Linked DNA regions of Drosophila melanogaster: region 1 is linked to region 2. The links are chromatin contacts, called in public Hi-C maps. All regions are on one chromosome and are shown on one strand. The core of a region is the stretch at or near the end of the contact, and the rest is flanking DNA. Distances in the headings are between cores, read along the strand shown.

Evidence for each region. Hi-C and Micro-C count contacts between places; a contact is called where the count stands out from the background.
Region 1: a Hi-C map of the OSC cell line shows a contact between it and region 2, with 5 times the contacts expected there. The contact joins the promoter of CG12535 here to the enhancer-like site in region 2. A contact is called at or near these places in 43 of 107 Hi-C or Micro-C datasets (the D17-c3 cell line, the Kc167 cell line, the OSC cell line and 12 more) and 4 of 6 datasets of contacts at active chromatin or transcription factors (the Kc167 cell line and the S2 cell line).

What each region holds. Positions count from the first base shown.
Region 1 is chrX:3,445,329-3,452,501 of dm6, reverse strand. It overlaps CG12535, which reads left to right and starts at 3,559. Exons shown (of 4, transcript NM_001297909.1): 1 at 3,559-3,607. lncRNA:CR44999 (long non-coding RNA:CR44999) reads right to left here. Exons shown (of 4, transcript NR_123782.1): 3 at 1,437-1,492.
Region 2 is chrX:3,404,635-3,412,012 of dm6, reverse strand. The region is part of intron 2 of CG12535; the gene reads left to right. All of the region lies in intron 2 of lncRNA:CR44999 (long non-coding RNA:CR44999), which reads right to left. Among named protein-coding and RNA genes, the nearest start is that of tRNA:Gln-TTG-2-1, 19 kb to the left of the region's middle. Within about 2 kb of position 4,157, at least 24 of the 39 cell types and tissues checked have an H3K27ac peak or open chromatin away from gene starts, as enhancers often do. A contact at or near this core is called in the Kc167 cell line, the OSC cell line, the S2 cell line and 5 more, where this site is marked.

The DNA.
Region 1 (7,173 bases), core at 2,310-4,809, 41 kb before region 2:
CGAAAGAGATAGCAGGAGGCGTGCGCTGCTAGTTTAACGCATCGCTGAATTCGAGTTTGTGGCCAAAGTCTTTCGTTTTCGTTCCCATTACTGACCTCGTGCTGCATTTTCAGCTTTTCATCGGAAAATTCAATTGTCAACCGCATGCAAAACAGAAACAGAGAGAGAGAGAGAGAGAGAGAGATACAGAGAGAGAGAGAGAGAGAGACAGAAAACTGGCCATGCAACCCGGCTTCAGTTTTTTTTTTACATTTTCAGTCTCGTACTCTCATACCCTCGCAAAAATCATATAAAAGTGGGCCAAAAGCCCACATATATTTGTATGATTTAATTTTTTCTGGCATAAATTAAATTCTTTTCAATGCAAAGAATTCTTTTCGAACTGAACTTTCCAAAGAAATGACACACAATGGTAACATTTTTGGTGAGCTGATTCAAGGGTATGCAGAAATGACTATTTTTATTACGCTCACTTGGCGCATTGCTCGTGACGTAATTGGCAACTTCGGGTATCATCCGCATGCAATATGCCAAGGCGAGATTTGCACTTGTGTAAATATGTATGCGCTTGTGGAAAAATCATCTACGCTTAAAGAATTCTTCGCTTGATTCGCTTAACCCATATTTTAATCAGGATTGGCGATCACATGGCCACATACCACATCGTATCGGTCGCATAAATAACATTTCGAGCGCGTTCAAATGCGATTATTCATTGGTTGCATTTTGGAATGCCACCGATATGCTAATTCAGTTTAAATGTGTAGAAAAGGGTTTTAATGCCAGCAATTTTGGGATTGCGATTCAAGTGAATGTGTCAGTCTCTTGTCATTTGTTTTTTTTTTTTTATTTTATCGAATTTCCATGATATCTTTTATTTTTTTGCATTTTCATTTCATTTAGTACCTAAACATGTTGCAATAAATAAAATTGTTGCAGCAACAATGTTTCTAAACAAGCAAGAACATAACCCACTCAAACAACAAAGCAAAAGTGCTCAAAGAGAAGCGCTCAAGAGGGCAAAGAGAGCGAGAATAAAAAGAGAGTAAATTTCGTATTTTCTCATTTCAAAGTGTAAACGAAGTTTTTCTCTCTTTTCTCTTCGCCAAATTTGCCACAGAGAAATGGAATTAAATATGAGAAAAAGCTCAGCCGGCAAAAGAAGCTTTGCAATTTCACAATTGCGATTTTCGTAATGACGCCAAGAAACGAAATTGAAATTTCATTCTCTCAACTACGTATGTACATACACATATTTACATAAATTCACTCACATTTCGAGACCGCGTGGCATTCTTTCACAGATTAAGGATTCATTCTGTTCATTGTTTTTTTCTTTTTTTTCTGTGGAATCTTACAATGTTTCTCAGTTTTAAGACCGTATTTACACGAAAATATATGCATGCATAAAACTAAACGTTTTAAATGGTACTTACCCAATCACTCACATCATTCATTCATCATTGCGATGTTCATACAAATCCACTAGCTCCTGCAAATAAAAATATAGTTATTTTTGAAATTAGAGAGTTGTTTAACATGTGAAAATGGCCAGCATTTATGGAGCCATTAAGGCAGCAAACGAGAAAGTTCTCCATGGTTTAGGTTATTAGATATTAAGTATTTTCCGTTTCTGTTGGCCCGGTCGTGAACGTGAAATGGGCCCATGGAAATACTCACAAAAAAAAAACAGAAAACAGAAAAACAGAAAAAAAAACGAAACAAATAAAAGTTGGGGTAGGGATGGACGAGAGTCCCAGACAAATTTTATTGCGGCGGCGGCCTAAAATTCGGTATGGGGCGAGGGCGAAGATGGAGCCAGCCGGAGATCCATTGATTTTTTGTTCCGCGATTGCCACGCCCATTTGGCTGTGCGAATATTTATGTTACAGCCGGCTAAAGATGCAGATACAGATATAGATACGGGTACGGATCGGTGCGATGTCGTAAAACTTGTCCAAATTTATAATTTGACATTTATGCATTCTTTATGATTATTTATTACGTTAATTTTTGATTAAAAGTGGCGTCGACAACAAACCCTAGCTCGTCTGACGCCCAAATCGCCTCCCCATTTTCCCCATCCTCTTGATTCATTTGCGACATTTGTGGCATCGCATTCTGACTCAATTAGATGAACTCGGTCGGCATGGAAGGATGAAGTTCGTGATCTTGGAATTGATTGAAGGGGTGCTTCCACGTACATATGTAAATACATACCATACATTTGTACATACATATGTACATTCTGTGGCAGTACTAAGATCGGACTAAGTGTTAGTACTCCGTATTAGGGTAGCATTCGAAAGGCAACAAATTGCATGCGAAATGCGAACAATTATTCATACTTTGTATTTCCGAGAGCGATTAATATGAATTTCGCATTCGCATTGGACTTAGAGACAAGGCAAATGGCATTAAGTGCAAATTTAGCCGGTAGGGGCGGTCATAATCAGTAGCATACATAAATTACACAGACAAATGCACACCAGACATACATATGTATGTACATACATACATATGTGCATACATATACTTCAGCCATAGCTACTATAGCTACTCATACTATATAGAAGTCTATTATCGTGCATTCGAATTTCAGATTTCTCCCCATGCTTTTCGCTGATTTAATTATTTTCATTTCAAATTTCGCACACACTGCTTTTGGTTTATTTTTTGTGTTTTTGTGTCGTTTTTTTTTTGTTTTTTGTTTTTTTTTTTTTGCTCGCTTTATTGCCCGTCCAACATCCGTCCCCGAACTTTGTCAACTGCAGTTAAAATTTATTTCATTTAATATTTCGCGGCGCACGAAGGCTCCATCTAAATACATTGTTCATACATATGTATGCATGTATGTATGTATGTAAAAAGCTCTCTAAAAAATTAAATGCCTGGCGCGTCTTTTTACATGCTGTGCAACATGCGAAAATAAGTCGTAAAGTCATTCTTAAATAAAAATGCCAATATAGGCAAATGTTTGCACGCTTTTTAGTCGTCGTTCGTTGTACATTGTACATACATACGTACATCATTTGCACACTCGACAATTGTGCCCTTGGCCCACCAGCAGTCGAGCCAAAGATTATGATGCTATGGTTAATGGTTAATGGTTAATGGTTAATGGGATTATGTCTGGGGTTCATCAGTTCCGGGATCGAAAAGTGGGATATGACAATAGCTTTAGCTGCAACCGAACATTGAGCATTCTAAAGCCGCCGGATTCGGGAATAATATGTATGTATGTATGGGACTAGGGTACGATAGTTCGTAGATAAGATAACAAATCTAGCGAGAAAGTTGCATAACCTGGATGGTATCTAGTGGAGTCATAATAGAATTATACAATGTTTATACTACTAATATAAGAGTCTATTTTTGGTAGCTCGATTGAGTCCTGGTATTATCTTGAGTACACACACACACACACACGCACACACACACATTTGATACATTCCAAAGGCAGTATACTGAAACTGAAACTGAAACCTGATAACAAGTTCGTGATCTCACGCTCGGAAGCAGTGTGTCCAAAAATAAATGATTTTCATATCTGCAATTACCAATTTCCCATAACTCGTGCCCAAAAAAACTATATAAATGTACATATGTATGTATGTGTTATCAATAATGCAATAGTTCGTGGAATTTACACTCAAATTGTCCCGATTGTTAATTGTTATTATTATTATTTTCGTATTCGCCGTTCGATAAATGATCGGGACACCCAGACATTTGATCACACATTATTTTGATGGACTTGGTCCAGGCGCAGCAGTGTGTACTATTATTATTATTATTATTATTATTATTATTATTATTATGTCTCGTCTGCGTCTTTGTTTATATTCAGTTGTTGTTGGTTTTGCCCAATCGCGCAGCTATTTTCTATTTGCACCGTAATTTTATTTCGCCTTCTACTTTGCCCTGCACTTTGTCACCTTCTATCAGTCGTTTTTTGTTTTGTTTTTTTGTTTTTTCCCGGTTCCTATTTGTTGTTTTCCTTGTGCATTTGGCAAATTAGCTACGCTGCAAGCACCACACCACCCCCCCCCCCACACCGTTTTTCCTTCAGTGTAAAATGTCAACACAAGAGGTGCAGTTATCGTAAATTTCTGTTTGTTTTTCTCGCCACCCATTGATTTTCATTTGCACAATGGGCATTTTGGTTTGTGGTGCAAAACTCGTTCAGTTTTAGAGCAATTATTTTTTGATATCGATAATGGTTTTTAAATTTGCTGTTCATTCTTAACAACGAGATGTAATAAATTCATTTTCCTAATCAATTTCCAGACATTTTTTCCGTCGCAATTGCCACTTTTATACGGCAAACGTGTATGTACATATATGTATATATGGTACATACACATAAACAAAATAACGCTAGGGTATCTCCTTACTGGCCGCTCATTACTTGCACTTTTCCCTTTGTTTTAGTCGCTTCATCAGCATTTCAAATGTGGGAAACGCTGCTGCTCAGTGGGCGTGGCAATGGAGGGGCGCCAAGCGAAAAATAAGCAAAAAAAAAACAAGATGGCTCAAATGTGAATCAAAGTGATAAAACTCGAAAATTTCTACAAATTGCAGTTCAGCTCAGAAAAGAAAACTAGACAAACGAACGTATGTACATATGTAGATACTGAAATTTATTTTATTTAAGTCACTAATTCGATTTGTTTTCTTGCAGTGCAGTTGATAAGACTGCAGTGAGAGGACATCTGTTAATTAGCCATGCACGTGGCTTTCATTTTTACGAAGCTTTGGCTTGGCGCCATTTTCTCTCATTTGGTGAGCACGCCCACTCCACTCCCCACTCCCCCCCACCCACCGCCCATCGTTATAATACAGTTTACAGTTACGCCGATAAGCTGCGAGTTGCCGCCAGTCAAGTAGTTTCACCCAATAATCGCATTTTCCATTGCACTTGCACGAGCAACTTTGGCCGTTTTGCTTACTACAATATATGCAAATGCATATAATGAATAAATGCATACATAAATCGCATTTAAATTTAGCCTTGCACCGAAAAAAAAATTACTTGAAATTTATTAATATTACAAGGCAAATTTCTCACTATTGGAAAGAATCATAATATATTGTATATTTTCTAAGTTAATTATATAGTTTCTTAGTTATCTATTTCTATGCGCATATTTCACTTTATTAATAGGTGACTATAATTTTTGTTACGAACTTATGTCCTTTGCAGGTTCTTCAAAGCATTCCTGTTTTCCTGTTTCCCCTTAATGTGTCCCATTTGATGTGTTCCAAGAACACAGAAGAAAACCCACAGGTGTTCTTCTCTGTTGCCTTAAAGTTGCCTATTTTTTTTTTCATTCTTTCGTACTTTTTTGAAAAAAAAAAAACAAAAAAAAGAAAAAACAATTTGGCAAACAGCATTTGACTTACTTACTTACTGCTGATGCTTTCCGCTGCTGTTTGCTGTAACTCCTTTATCTTTGGGCTAGCTACAAATACAAATACAACCAAAGTCAAGTTCATAATTTCAATTTTCAAGGTTTTCGGTAAACATTTTGCAACAAAAGAGGGGCAAAACAAAGCGGAACAGCAGAAAACAAAGTAAACATTGCCTAGTAAAATAGCGCAAAAAGAGTGCAAAAAAAAAAGAAGAAAAAATGTGCAAAAAAGAAAGAGTAATGTGGGATCGTAAATGGTGAGGGAAATTCGGGTATGTGTTTGTATTTTATTTGACTTGTTTTTTTTTTTTTTTTGTTGATTTTTTTCTTTTGCCGGCTCCCCGTTCTCCACTCATTTGTTTTGCTTTGGTCTTTTGTTTACGAGTATTTTATGGCGTGCCAATATTAATTGCACTGCCACAGTTGGTCCTCGATATCGACGATTAAAACATGTACCTTAGCCGCCCAATTTACATATGTATGTATGAATGTATGTACATATGTGCATATATCCAGTTAAACAGAATATTACTTAACCCATATCAACGTGAGCGATCGTTTCGGCAGTTGTAGTTGGCGGTGATTTACCCGCGAAAGGGTTTCGTGGAAACTACTTTCCCAGATAATGAAAACTGGCGCCTGTCTTGCCGGCATTTTGCGATAATTCCCCCTCGACAAGTTGAGAGGTGTGAATACGAGTATGTGGTGTAGTATCTAGTATCTAATACGGGCCGAGGCGGAAGGGTATACCAGTTTACTCACTGCATTCCGGGGGAAAAAAAAAAATAAGCAACTCACACAATTAGCTAGCAGTTCCCCTCGCAAAGCTCTTTGAACCCGGCGATTTGATATGCATAAGTTGTATTTGATCGCCACAAAGATAGGTTTAGCTATGATTTTTTTTTATTTAGAGGGACTTTAGACGAATCGAGAATCCCCCCACAAAAAGCTGCCAAGTCACTGGCATTGCATTTGTCTAATAAATGAATGAAATAAACTGAACTGAATGAATTATGGTTAAATATTTACATTCACATGTTGCCCTTTGGGCGACACACTGCTGATGTTTGTGTGTGTGTGCAAAGTTGTTCATAACAGCGATTGCTACTGTTATGAAATTCTGACTCAATAACTGGATTCTAGGAAGTCACAAAGTAACCAATATAGCGAGCCATTATGAGGCTCAATAATTGCATAATCATGTGGAACAACTTGATTCATATTGGAATTTAAGGCGAATAAAAATGTTTGATGAGTACCAACAATTGTAATCAGCAAGGTTGTGTTGGCTGTAATCTGTGAAATGGGTTCATTTCAATGGGAACTCTCACCTCTGAAAACTATGATCATATAGAAACTATCATCATTTTACACAACAGATGCGCTGTCGCTATCTTTGCTTCCGTTTTTTTTTTTTTTTTTTTTAATATATATAATTATAAAAATATGTATGTACATATGTATGTTCTCGATCCGATGATGCGCTTTCTAAGGCAACAGCAAATGGAAAAAAATCCAAATGGCAACAAGATTCTGTTAGACTGCGCACTATATACTATATTATCTCACTATGCGCGAAAATGTTTAACATTTGGCTGTTCGACTATCGCCAGATGAGGATGCGTGTGTCCATCCTCACCCGATTCACGAATCCATGCCAATCATTTAATTCGCGTTAGTCACTTGACGTCGCTCCTTTCCTCATGCTTTTACTTGCTTCTAATTTCTTTTATTTTTTCGCAAAGTCTTCGCTTATCAA
Region 2 (7,378 bases), core at 2,908-5,407:
TTTTGTTACATAATTCGTATTCTATTTAATTTAAACTTCATTCAATTAATATCATTTGATTGTGCATAAGAGTATTGAGCAAACTGACATATTCATTTCTGCTCCCTTATCACGACTTGGTGTTTTTTTGTTTTTTTTTTGTATGTGTGTGTCGTCTTGCCGGATTTTATGGAAATTGCGGCAACATTTCGCACATATATCCTGGGAGTTACTTCTCTTGGCCTACGCAAAATGCCAATTTTTCCCGGACATCCCCCTGACAAAAAAAAAAAAAAAAATATAACTCGTTTTTGAGCCGCACGTGCTGCTGCTATGCGGCCAGTTAATAATATTTGAAACCTCTTTCCGCTCGACTCGTAGTTGGCATTTTATGCTTATAATTTATGCGACGCCTCAAACGATTCATTTGCATACGAAATGTTTGAAATGGCATTGATTTGACAACAGGCAGACGAGACGGCTCAGGTGGATCGAGTCTACCCCAAAAGATTGAAGACTGAATATCGAAAGACCCCTTGGCAACAACAACTAGATGAGCATATCGGGCGAAATCGCTGTGACTAATTAATGAAATCTCAATCTAATCCAAACGATCGGCTTGAATTGAAGTTTTTTTCTTTATTTTTATTATTTTTTTTTGCTGCAGAAAAAGAACTACGAATAAGTGGTGATAGCGTGACACGATCTGTAGTTTAACTGTTGGATTGTCCCGGCTCTTCGATATACAAATGATTAAGAAATTCAATTATGTATGTACATATATGTACATACATAATGAATATAGAAATATGTTTATATAAAGATGATCTACATTGATTTGTGAAGAAACCCCCTCTTAACCGGTTCGTTTAGATTTGTATCTCATACAGTCACGAGCATGTGGTATATAGATTCCGATCGAATGTTGGACATGGCATCACCCCTAGAAGTCGTATTCAATGGAGATGTGCCGACAAAAAAAAAAAAATAGAAACAAAATATCGAACCTGTCGCGTTGAATATGCTAAGCACATGCATTGAAATTCCTTAATTTGCCTAATAATCGACCCGTTAAGTTGGCCTAGCAACAGCTAAAATCGATCTGAATTCGGTTCGAGATCGAGATTCAGATCGAGAGCAGGCCGGTATAAAAAAAAAAAAAACAGAATTGGCTAAAACAACAATCGCATATCGCTTTAGACACGGTTGGCAATCAGGAAAATAATGACTGCTTTTCTGACATTTCTCGGGGGTGAGCAGGTACTTACAATTGCCAACTAATTGTTGGGCCTAAGTTCGTTTGGACCGCATCGAATTGCTTTTGGCCATATCTCGCTTTTCGAAATTTTTTTTTTTTTTGGCCAGGCACCGAATCAAGTGACAATTGTTCCAAAGTTCGCAGTTGTAGTTTCTCGCTTTTGATTGATTAATTGCCCATTTGATTTGATTTGACTCTATTTTTTGCCCCCTTTGACAATCACCGAATTCTCTGATAAAGACTTTTGGCGACTCATAAGATGGCAAAAAAAAATATATATGTATACAAAATTCAGCAAATAATTGGGGGCGGTGTAAAGAGGTAACAACATAACAAAGATCGGCAATTATTTGACTTTATTCGATTTTGGCACATGGGAAAATTATATTTGACCAGAAACTTGAGGATTGTCATTTCAATATTGCGGCAGCAAGTTTTGACGAGCTGAACACAAACTATAACTTTATGTATTTTAAATGATTTATTGCATTTAAATGTATATAACTGATACTTGTTGTACTCGGCAACAGGCTTAGGTAACAGCATAAGTAATTAAATTGTTTAACACATCTCATTCATTCATAAAACAGCATTTATATAAACACACGCTATGAGCAACTCGCTTAATAATTTAGCAAATAAAGTGAACCCTTCGATGAATGCACAAATAGGTCAATCTTAAAACAAATTATTAACACTATTAAAAGAACAGATTTCAGTTTATAAGCCAATTTTCCCCACTTTTTAAAACATTTCTCATTTAGTGGGCTTCTAATTCAGCGATATTCAGCGCTTAGAGGTATACAAACAAAAATTCGCCCAGAACCGAATTAAATGTTCCTGAAGTAATTTCAAATATTTGAAACAACTTGGAGGACAAAGCTATCGCTAGAAAATTCCAAATAATTTCTTAGGTAAGCCCCAAACGAAAATAAAAAAAAATCGTTGAGTTGGGTTCACAGTTTGAGCTGGAAGTGATCACTCCACCTCCTCTACGTTCGCAGGTTTTTAAAGGAAGGCGCAAAAAGTCCGAAAAAAAAAGAGAAATAAAAGGAATCCTATTAAGCAGGCAAAACGTAAGCGGAATTTTAAGTTCATTTGCCCAGCAGAGCGTGCCGCGACTTTTATATGATGATTCCTTTATTTTGGTTTATTTTTCTTTTTTTTTTGCGGGCTTAACTCTTTTTCCCCAGTTCTATTTTCCCCCAGCCGCTTTATTTCATTGGCAGTATAAAATATGACTCGAGTTCAATTGGGAAAATGGTCTACATTAGCTTTGAGTGGAAAAAAGTACACATAAAAAATGATCTCTATTGTAGTAAAAGTAAAAGTTCAAATTTTTTAACTCGAAATTAAGTGCCAAAATTGCACATCTTGAATGGCTCCATTAAGAGGCCAAGTTTTTGTTTCTCCCAGGAATCCATCTTGGAGAGTCCAATTCGGTGCAGCAACAGGTTGCTGCAACTGCCACGCCCTACTTTGCCTCCTTGATTTCAAGAAACCGTCGGGCTTTTAAATGCACCGCAGAAAGTGAGTTCCTTCACTTTGTATTCACAAATTAGACACAAGTTAAACATTTTTACGGTTTGTGAAGTGGAGCCGACGATGAGCGATGGACTCGTAGACATTGCCCTGTTGACGACGATGATAATGTTGTTTTTGCTTGCCTTCGAGACCAAATGCACTGAACGAAATTGAACGCTAGTTGGTCGGATATATAATATCCTGTTGCGATTAAAAGCTTTCATTGGTACTGAAAAGCACTGCACATAAGCACTTTTTTTTTATCAAACTTAAAAAAAAAACACTTTTTCATTAACTCAATCGATTTAAGCGAGTGAAAATAGAAACGAAAATTGAGAGAAATATCATATCAAAGGATATGAGATATTTTGTGTAGTGTACTTATTGAGTTCCTTTTCATTCCAGCGCATCACTCAAAATTTACTTACCATGTAAAGCATGACCGTGTGAAACGAAGCCGCCGTCGTCTGCCTCTGGTGCTCCCCTTGCAACCAGCACCCCCCCCCCCCCGCTCTTTCTATCTCTCTCTCTTTCAGCCTTTCGCGACCCTGTCTGCTGGCCAAGCCTGTACCCCCCCCCCCCCCCAATTCATTACCACACATTGTACTTTTATGGATATCGCATAAGTTCCTTGGCGCACCACTGCCAGAACCACTCGGCAGACCATGTCTGTGCGTCGTCTGTCTGCCCCACCCAACGGGCACAGTGGTGCAAGTGCATTGTTAAAATGCGCTTAACAAATGTGCAACTCGAAAGTTAAATGAATTATCTCGTTCTTGCTCATTACTATTTTGTATCAAAATTTAATCATAATTAAAACTACTTAGTTCTGGTTCTTTCACATAATTTCTCTAAATGCTTCCTAAAAAAAAAAAAAAAAAAAAAGTCGCGTGCACAGTGTGCCAAAAACATGCGCTAAAGAAGGAGTAAGGAGCCATCTTTCGGTTTCTCTTTCTCTGATTGCGTTGCGTTGTTGTGTCTACTTGAAAGTCTGCACGCAATGTGTTGTAAGATTGGGAGTGAGGCGTAAAAAGGGGCGTGTTGGTGGTTGGTGCAAGCTGTGCACAGCTACACTGTGAACAAGTTAAATATTATGTTTATGTTATATAACAATTATTGAATATTTCGCATCGAAAGCGATGTCCTTTGTTCACATTTCGAAATGCATAGCGAAGTGAAATGGTTGATATTTTTTTGTTCTCTGTACACACTCACATACTGGGGAATGTGCCGTGCCGCCGTGCCTCCTTGCCCCCAACCAACCGTCCGTCCACCGCCAATATCATTCAAAACCCACCCACCCCCGCGCCCTTTTATCTCTTTCATTGGTATGTAAACCGCTGCCTCCGCCGACTGTCTCCCTCTCTTTCTGCCCCGTCTGTCTGCCTGTGTGCGTTGTGCTCTCTCTCTCTCTGTTGTTGTTGGTTCATTGCCCGCCAAAAATTTTTGAAGGCCAAAATAATATGAGATTTTTTGTTCGCTTCGCATTTTTTTTTTTTTGTTTTGTTTCTTTGCTTATGGCTGCTGCTTCTTTTATTTTTCTCTTACTTCAGTCATTTCAGGTTTTCCCTTTCTGGCAAAATTTGCCCCCCTCCAGAAACCAAAAAAAAAAAAAAAAAGTAAATAAATAAAGAACAGCGAAAACCCAAACAGAAAAAGTTCACATACTTGACTGGCCTTCCCTCTCGCTCAGATATTCTTGTCTCTTTCTTCCACTGTGCAATTTACACACTTTTTTGTTGACAAAAAAAAAATTTTTTTTTCCTGGGAATTAGAGAAGCCACCAAGATTTCCGATCAATTGAACTTCAAGCTTGGTTTGGTTTTTCGAATCGGTTATTAGATTATGGTCAAATGAATATTAAAATCAATCCACGAGGGATAGAGAATAATAATAATAAGAAGAATATTTTGAAATATTAATCTCAATTGTATATCCTGCGCCTGACTTCCTGACTTTAATTAGTTTTATTTTTTACCTTTTACGTTATTTTCATTTTCATTTTTTTTTTTTTTTTTGCCAACTTCTTGTTATCTTCTTGTTGTGGGGGGTTTCCAAGAAGCCATCCCCTCCGGTGATGAAGAGTTTCGGGCTCCATTTTGGAGCGGTGAGAGCGGTGAGCGGTGAGCGGTGGCTTAGTGGTTCAGAGGGGGGGGGGGGGGAACTACTTTTCGGGCTCCAACCATTCAAGCAAAGAACCACTTGAACAAAGCTCCGAGAAACCGAGTATCTTTTTTTTCGCTCTCTTCAGAACGCGCGTTGTTGGCCAAAAAAAATTAAAAAGAAAAAAAAAAAAAACAAAAAACCAGCTCGAGCACTTGAGAGATCTGTTAATAGAGCTGATAAACTGTTCGATACAATTTCGAGGCTCAAAATTCCAAGTTGCCATCGCGGTAACACGCTCCACGCAGTGTCAAGAAACTCTCGAGTATCTAATTATATGGTAATACCAACACACAGCACACGGGTGTACACATAAATTACTCTTATTACTATCACACACAGTGGAAAGAAAAACGCTTACGCAATAGGCGATAAAAGTTAACCGACGTCGATCTATGTATTACGCCATCGCCATCGAAATCGTTAGTTTTCTGTATTCCCATACATATTTCACGAAGACCAACTACTAAAGGAGTTGATTGCCAGTGTGCCAGTTTTGGGACCGTTTAGCCCAACCATATATCTATTCGTAACTTTTCGATTTATTAGATACATATTACTCATATATGATCTCTTTGTTCGGGCAGCTGATGATCAATCAGAAGTGATCTCATCCAGAGGCTGGGTTCTTTCAGCTTTCATATTTGCTCATTTCTTTTGCTACGTAATTAATATTGTCAAAGTCGAAAGCTACATTTTGACTTTCGTCGTTTGATATGTTACAAAATGTGTAATAACAAATGGAAAATAAATAAATTAATTGAAAAATTATCGAAATAAATCTAACCATACATATGTATGTATGCACATTCATTGTTTTAATATACTTAACTTTTAATTACTCAAATTTTCTCAAGCGAGCCCATTAAATATTTGGATCAGAACACATTCTCAGTATTTCCACGCAACACTAAAGGTAAACCAACCTCAAAAAAAAAAAAAAAAAACAAATTTTCCTATTTTCTTTCAACACTTCATTAGCATTGTTTGAAAATAGTTTTTGATCGAGCGAACTAATTTAAAATCGATTTGTATATTTTGAATAATCGGCGAAGCATTCGCAAGATGGCATTCCATCAAAATGGAATAATCGGCCAACAATAACTGAGACGTCTATCTATGTATCCTATGGCAATGTATCTGAATCCAATACGCGATTATCAGTTTCTATGCCAAATTCAAATTGTTAATTTTTTCTCACATTTCACTTGCTGCGCGGTCAAATTCATTCATAAATGTGAGGGATCAACTTGTGACAATGCGTAGACGCGTAGACATAATGCCACATGATCGCATCATCATAATCATAATCATCGTTTACTACCGCCCATACGCACATGCCCCTCGTAGCCACCACCCCCCCCCCCTCAGAAAAAGCTCCCCTTTCGAACGCCAAGTTGAAGCGCAACTTTTGAATTGCGTAAATTGATCGCAACGGATCCGAACCTTATCAAGTCGAGCCGAGAGGCAGCGAAATGAAGGGATGGAGGGGTAGGTAGCTTTGGGCCCCACAGAGCCCCTCCCCTTAGCCCCCTTAACCCCCTTTGCCCCTTTTTGCCCGTTCCACAGATTCGTTTATTTTGATTTCCATTTTGAGACCCGTTGGCAACCCAAGATGCTTTGGCATAAACCATGAATTCTTTTATTCCAAAACGTAATTTACTTAAAAATTGTATTAATAAATATTGGTGGGGTTAGAGGGGTGCGTTTCTTTAAATACCCCTGTATTTTTTTTATGTATTTCGTGTTTATTTCATATGCTTTTAATTTGTATGCTGCTTATTTGGATTTTGTAGTTTTGAAGATTTGTGTTGTAAGTTAGCTATTCTCGTACTATTGTTTTGGCTTTCCATTCTGGGAGCGATTTCTTCTCTATTTTGATTACTTTTCCGACTTTACAATTGTGTGTACTTTTGGGGAGCCTTCTTCCTTTTTATTTTGCTCTCGGCGTTCTTTTTTGTCTTGGGTGTTGGGGTTGGGTCAATGGGACAATAAAACTAAGGTGAAAACAGAGAAGAACCGAAGAAAAAAACATCAAATAAAATGTACATAATTACGCAAACAAAGAATGGGCTGCCGACTTTTAGAGTTTGCTTTTGGTTGATCTTGGATTTTTGTTCTGTCTTCACATACAATCGGATTGCATGTGGGCTTCATTCATTTACTCACTCGCTTATTCAGCTTTTCATTCACTCATTCGTTCATTCATTCATTCATTTATTCATTCATTCATGGTGTCCATGAGCAACGAGTTTCCAAGTTTTCGTGCCACATGCACACGATCCTCAACGCGAGCGCAGATCACACAACCCTAACCAATTCGATACTCGATCTTGGCCTAACCCTTTGCACTCACTTGCCATTTCAAAAATTCATTTTCAACACTTGCAAATTTCAAATACAAATATTTTCAAACATTTTTTTTTTTTTCTTATATTATTTGCATAAATTCTT